Linked DNA regions of Mus musculus: region 2 is linked to region 1. A link is a contact called in public HiChIP or PLAC-seq data. All regions are on one chromosome and are shown on one strand. Each heading gives the region's core, a stretch centred on a gene start, on an enhancer-like site or on the middle of the called end of the contact. The rest is flanking DNA. Distances are from core to core; before and after follow the strand shown.

Region 1 (3,294 bases), core at 546-3,045:
GTTCCACTCTGCTGGCTTCCTGTGACAAAGGGGCTTTGGAAATTAAAGTGTTTCTGCCACCCTCACTGTGGGAGAAACGGCCAGCGGAGCCACAGGAGCACGGGCAGCCTGCTCCTGGGACGTACATAGGTCAGCTTGATTTTCAGCAGCAGGTAAAGATGTGGAAGCTCAGTGCCCCGAATAGGCACACGGAAGGAGCTGTGCAGAGCCACCAGCATCTCATCTGTCCTAGCTTCAGAGAGCTTTCAAGCCAGGGGGATGCTGCTCATACTGGCAGATGAATGAAGATTTTGGTTTAACTCAAAGCGTCCCTTTCCAACTCTAGTATAGCGTGTTTTGCATTCCTGGCCTCGGCTGTGATTCTGGTAATTGCTTGTTATGTCTAAAAAGACTCACGTCGCAAGCAAGCTCAGATGGAAATGAAATATTCTGTCTTGGAGCAGTCTCATTTTTCACAGCTCGACAATTCCCAGCGTACCCTTCTCCCCAACACCCCACTGTGTCTGGGAAGCAGGTGCCTTATGTCCACAGACACAGAACAACATTCTTTGGGGGCTGGTGTCTCAGGAGACAAGACTGTCTAATCAGGGCTCCAGCTTCCCCACAGATGTATCCGCTTACTATGTAATAAAAGTACCTTTGATTTCTTAAAGTCAAGTGAGCTGTGCTCATGCAAACAGACCGTAGGCCAGTGTGACCCTCCAAGCTGAGTGGCTGACACAATTGCAATGTGCAGGAAGTCAGAGGGAGTGGGAACTTGCTGTCTCATGTCTACATGGCCAGATGGAGGTTAGACAGAGGTGCAGAGCTGGGAGCAGAACCTCCCAGGTCTCAGAGTGTGGATAGGTACCTAACATAGAGTGAGCTCCAAGAGGGCCAGGGAGGTGGCTCGTCGATAAAGCACCTGCTGTGCCCATATAAAAGATGTGTAACCCTAGAGCTGGCAGGGGAGTGCAGAGACCAGCCAACCTGGGCCCATTGAGTAAGCTTTTGGTTCGGAGACTGAAAAAACAAAGATGACAAGTGATAGAGGAAGACACCTAATCTGATATTACCTCTGGTCCCATATGCACATACTGCATGTACAAAGAGGGGTACACACACACACACACTGACAAGTACACACAATGCACACCCATGTGCACACATATATGCCCACACACACAGGCACACACAACACAGGTGTGCACACGCAAACATACACAACACACATGCACACACACACATGTGCACATATGCGCACCCACATTAACAAGTACACACAACACACACATGAACACTCGCTCACACACACACATTTACAAGTATACACAAGATGCTCATGTGTGCACACACAAACACGAGAGGGGGAGGGGAGGGAGAGGGAGAGGGAGAGGGAGAGGGAGAGGGAGAGGGAGAGGGAGAGGGAGAGGGAGAGGGAGAGGGAGAGGGAGAGGGAGATATATGCAGGCCTTAGTCACCCCTCCATTGTTTGTGCCTGGACAAGTCCCGATGTCTCTCCCCCAGATTTCTTGGCACTTAAGTGAGAATAATGAAACCTGCCCTGACTGTGACCTGCCTCCCAGGGCAGCTGTGATGAACAAATGAGGTGACGGACCTAGAAGAGCCAGCAGATTGTAAGGCGTTATTTAAACACCGGGTATTACAGATTGGACATTTCCCGCAGGGACTATCACAAAGGCAGCTATGTGACAGGAAAATTAGCCTTCCGAATGTCTTCAGTCCACCCTCCCCTGTCACCAGAGGGAGGTGGAGAAGAGACATGTAGATGACAGAGGAAGGACGGGGCTCTAAGCCAGGCTCTCTGGAGCTACTGAATTGATATTTGGTAGTTGCCCGCCTAACCCTATAGCTTGTCCCGCATGACAATGACCCTATAGCTTGTCCCGCATGACAATGACCCTATAGCTTGTCCCGCATGACAATGACCCTATAGCTTGTCCCGCATGACAATGACCCTATAGCTTGTCCCGCATGACAATGGCTGAAGCAGAGTCACCAGTGGAACAAAGAAACTTCTGGGAGTCCGTGTTTCCAAACAGGGTTTGTGTAGGCATCAATAGACCTTGTCTTGGTCGGTATGGGCCACTACAACAAAATACCATTCATCAAGAGGCTTAGAAAAGGCAGGCAGATTTCTGGAGGCTGGAAGGCTGAGGATACAGTACCAGCACATCTGGGCTTTGGTGAGGGCTCACTGCTGGCTGGAGAATCTTCACTTCCTGTGTGTCTATGTGGTGGAAGAGGCTAGAGGTCTCCCCAGGGCTTATTTTGAAAGGGTACTAATCTCACTCCTGGGAGCCAACTTCATGATCTCCCAAAGCAACCTTGTAACCGCTTCACACCTGAGGCTGGGAGGCTCAGTTACAGGCTTAGGTTTACCATCAGTCCTGTTGCCACATGCAGCCAGGAGGGGTTGAAGGAGCTTCTATTCACTAGAACAAGGAGGTGGGTTCAATTATTAAATGATATCTAAGGCCTTTTTCACATCTTTCTTGCTGCCGGTTGTCTGTGCCTCAGTTTCTCTATCTGAGAGGCTATGGTGATGTCTAGAGATGCCCTGTGTATCAATCACTTAAAAGTGTTTGTGGGAGAGAGCTGGCAGCAGAGAAGCTGTGCTATGTACTGACGGTGACAAAAAGGTTCTCCTTCAAAACGAGGCTGTGATGATGTTCCTGAAGGTACTTGATAACCTTTGAAGCCTGGGAGAAAGGCAGAGAAAGGCAGGTAGAGCCTCTGGGCAGACCTCCTGGCCTCTCCATGCCCACATGTACCTTCGCTCTCTGCGGCAGGTTTATCATGGTGTCCGGCTTGAAGTCGTTCTTGTTCTTCCTACAAAGCACAGCAGTGATGATGATGATGATGATGGTGACCACGGCGATGGGAGCCAGCACCGCAGCGATGATCCACAGGTTGTTGGGTGGATTCTTTACCACGGCTGTGGGGGAGAGTCAGGGAGAAGCACATGACAAAGAGTCCCAGACAAAACTCCAAACCCAAGGCAGGAGCAAGCATAACTCCCAAACCCAAGGCAAGGACACAAGAGGTTGAGCCCAAAAGCCTCTGCCCTGGCAGCTGTGTGACCTTGGGCAAGTTGCTTGAGCTCCCCCAGCCTCAGTTTCCTCGTCTGTAAAACTATAGTGTGGCTAGACTGTGGTTCCCCACAGAGGATCAGTTGACACGAGCTGCTAAACTGTTACTAAGAGCAGAAAGAGGAAAGCCAACTAGTGTCCACTCTTCTTGCTGGTGATTATCAAAAGAGAAAAAAAAAACCTGCGAGGATTAGAAATGGAT
Region 2 (3,294 bases), core at 390-2,889, 190 kb after region 1:
ATACGTAATTTAAAACTGGTATAAGCTCCTTCAAAACTGGGACTTCCAATCTGATATGGGGAAAGGCCATACATAGACACGTGTTGGAGGGCGAGGGGCGGTTCTCCTTGGTCCTCACTAAAAGCTGCAGCACTACAGAAACCAGTTACCTAAAATGAGAGGTTTGCATTTGTTAGGCTGAATGTATCTATAATCTAGAATTCCACCACAAACACAGAAGCTTGCCCTTCACGGGAGTCATAGCAATCATTCTTATTTCAAAGACCATGGCTGGCCGCGCAGTGTAAGTTTCAAAGCACTTCTGCAGAATAATTCTGCCCAAATAGTTACAACAGATCCACAAAATCGTCCGCGGAAGTACAGAAATCTGTTTCTGAAGGATCGTTGGTGGTCTGAGCACCAAGAGTGACTCTTCTTCAACGAGCCTCTTGTAAAAAATAGGTATACATTTGATCAATGCCTGAACCTTTTGCAAAATGCAATCAATTATTTTAAGTACCTCATTCCCAAAAGGAAGGGAGGGGAACCTGTTATGAGCAACGGGGGAACGCTATTTTGACACAGAAATTGCTTCAAACTCTCAGGTCATTCCTTGCACTTAAGACAAAGTGAATACTAGCAACGGGAAGCCCAAAACATCCACAACATCCCACTGAACAGGTCTCTTTTATGCTATCCTAACTACGCCATGTCTAGCTAAAGGAAGCGTGTTTGTGGGACCACCAGGAAGCATTTACAACTTGTCCAGGGAGGAAAAATTAAAGATAAAAACGTGCCTCTTTCTTCACCGCCCACGATGCCTTCTCAAGAGACAGATTTCTGACAGTTCGCCCGCTGGTGCAACTGCTAAGGGCAAATAAAAGCCTGGCGGTGCTGCAAAGAGCCCACCACCCACCACCACGCGGTTAAGCGGCTCCAGACCCCGCCGCGGGCGGAGAGCCGCTGCCAAGCGCTTACCGGAGTCGGCCCAGCAGTGCCCGGAGAGGGCAGCCAGCAGCAAGAGTCCCAGCAGCAGCGGCCGCCGCAGCAGCACATCCTCGGACCGGCGGGCCTCGGAGCTTCTCACGCCCTGGCAACGCGCGGCGATCCCGCCCGCCCCGCAGAGCCCTTGCTCCCGGAGCCGGTCCCTGGGCTCCCGCGCTGCCGGCTCAGCTTCGCTCGGGCCCTGGGGCTTCGCCTCCTGCAGAGCCATAGGGACTGTTCATACATCCAGGCCGCTGCCTCGTTCCACACCGCGCCGGTGAGCCCAGCCCTCCGCGCACCGCTCCTCACCGGGCATCTCGGGCCATGGCCCGGGAGTCGGAGGGAGGCAGGAGGTGCGAGCTGCTCGCTCGTCCTGCCTCGGTGGGAGGCGGGCTCAATGGAGCCGCGGCTTCAGGCGCGCGGGTACCGGGGTTGCATGGGGGTTCCCACGGTGCGGCGAGGGTGGGACGGGCGGCGCCCCGGTCCCCTCCCCAGGGCCGGATGCTACACCTCGAGCGCGAGGCTGCGAGACACGGAGACCCGCGGACCTAGCTCGTGCAGCGTGCCGCCCGCCGCCGCCCCTGCGCCCAGGTCTCTATCTCTGTCGGTTCACTGGATCGCTAGGCTCTGGCTCCAGCCGCGAAAGCTACTGCAGCTCCGAGCGGCGCCTCATTGACAAAGAAAGCACGTAGCACAGGAGCGGGCAAGGGAGGCGAGGCAGGCGCGCGCGCGCATCCCCGCGCGAAACCACCGCGCGCCCCCAGCTCCCGCGCGCGGGGCTGAACCCTGCCCTGCGCTGGCGAGGTCCTCGTTGAGGGGGACTTTCCTCCGCCCAGGGTTCCCAGATCGTGAGAAGGAAAGGTAGGCTGGGATAGCCCTCTGACCGGAGAAGGGACTGGACACCTAGATACCTTCACGGTCGACGGTCAACGTGCTGAGAAAGCTAGGTGCTCAACCTGCATCTTGGAAAAGCTTTCCGAGGATGAGCGGAAGAGCTTGGTGCAGGTTGTTCACTGCTACTCTGGGGGGCTGGCAGACACCTGCCTGCCAAATTTACCCCCAAAGAACTAGAGCTGTTGTGCCCTATTTGCAATGAAACACTGAAGTAAATAAAACACGTTATAAACATTTGTTGCAGCCATACTATGAGAGAGGCAGTGCATTGAGCTTTGGGACAACTACAGGCATTTCCAAAAAGTCTTTCCCAAATAAGAGAGCTGACTAGTCAGTCTCTCTCTAGTAGGATGAAAGGGCAGAGTCAGCTGAGTTGTCCTTCTGCCCTTACCCTTGTTCTGCATCTGTACCCTTGAGCAGGCTATCTAGTTCGCAGGTGCTTCAAACTCCCTTCAGTCAATAAGTTGTCCACAGGATAGCAGCAAACCCAGCAGCACCCATTGCTTGCCAGCGACTGTGTCAGGGAAAAGCATTTGCACTGACCTGGCCCTGTTATATGCCGGGCCCTATTCCAGACACTTGGACAGGAGCCACAAACATAATCTCTGTAGGTAATAAATTGACTACCAGACAGTGCTTAAAAAGCCTCAGAGAAAATGGTAAGGTAAAATGCTGGAAAGTGGAGATGGAGGTATTGCAGCAGTAAACAGGAGGTAAAGAGGCTTCACTGAGAAGGTGACATGTGGGAGAAGACCAGAAGGAGGTCAAGGAACAAGGCAAGCTGAAGAAACAATCTAAAGAGATCCGTGAGGTCAAACCTCTGAGGCCGGCCTGGCCTGGTGTGTTCCAGGCCCAGCACAGCAAGCAGGGGGATGCTGAGAAATGGAAGCTGCTCTCTCATTCATCCTCTCTCTCTGTGTGTGTCTCTCTCTGTCTCTGTCTCTGTCTCTGTCTCTGTCTCTCTCTCTCTCTCTCTCTCTCTCTCTCTCTCTCTCTCTCTCTCTCTCTCTCTATTACACACACACACATACCACGATGGCCCATGGTTCTGGAGAAGGCTTGTCTCCCCCTCACCTGTGTCCGCAGGACGGCAGTTAGACTGCAAAGCAGGAGATGTATTTGCACACGCTAACTTCAGAGAGCAGGTGTGTCTTATCGTGCATTTCAGATCTGAACTGCAGTAGTGTGGGTTCTTAAAATCAGAAATGCTCAAAAAAATATGAAACACCTCTGTGCCATATCAGCACTCAAAAAAGTCCCAGGGCTGGTGAGACAGTTCATGGAGCGAGGCCACCTGCTACCAAGACCGGCAATCTGAGCTTGGTCCCTGGGACCTACCTACATGGTAAGACAAAAACAGCTCCTGAGAGTTGTCTTTTAATCTTTATCTCCATACTCTAAATGAATAAAGCAATAATTAAGACCTGGGGACGTGAA

Evidence for each region. HiChIP or PLAC-seq counts read pairs in DNA pulled down with a chosen protein or histone mark.
Region 2: an H3K27ac HiChIP or PLAC-seq map of embryonic stem cells shows a contact between it and region 1, with 2.9 times the contacts expected there. The contact joins the promoter of D430041D05Rik here to the enhancer-like site in region 1. A contact is called at or near these places in 2 of 39 promoter capture datasets (hippocampal neurons and liver), 8 of 484 Hi-C or Micro-C datasets (the C2C12 cell line, cerebellar granule neurons, cerebellum and 4 more), 10 of 115 datasets of contacts at active chromatin or transcription factors (SST interneurons, VIP interneurons, embryonic basal ganglia and 6 more) and 4 of 9 other capture datasets (adipose tissue, embryonic stem cells, liver and 1 more).

The regions. Positions count from the first base shown.
Region 1 is chr2:104,218,361-104,221,654 of GRCm38.p6, forward strand. It overlaps D430041D05Rik (RIKEN cDNA D430041D05 gene), which reads right to left. Exons shown (of 21, transcript NM_001368844.1): 11 at 2,775-2,938. Among named protein-coding and RNA genes, the nearest start is that of Gm22501, 8.2 kb to the right of the region's middle. Within about 2 kb of position 1,796, at least 11 of the 459 cell types and tissues checked have an H3K27ac peak or open chromatin away from gene starts, as enhancers often do. A contact at or near this core is called in embryonic stem cells and ganglionic eminence, where this site is marked.
Region 2 is chr2:104,408,972-104,412,265 of GRCm38.p6, forward strand. D430041D05Rik (RIKEN cDNA D430041D05 gene) reads right to left here and starts at 1,640. Exons shown (of 21, transcript NM_001368844.1): 1 at 958-1,640. The coding sequence starts at 1,192.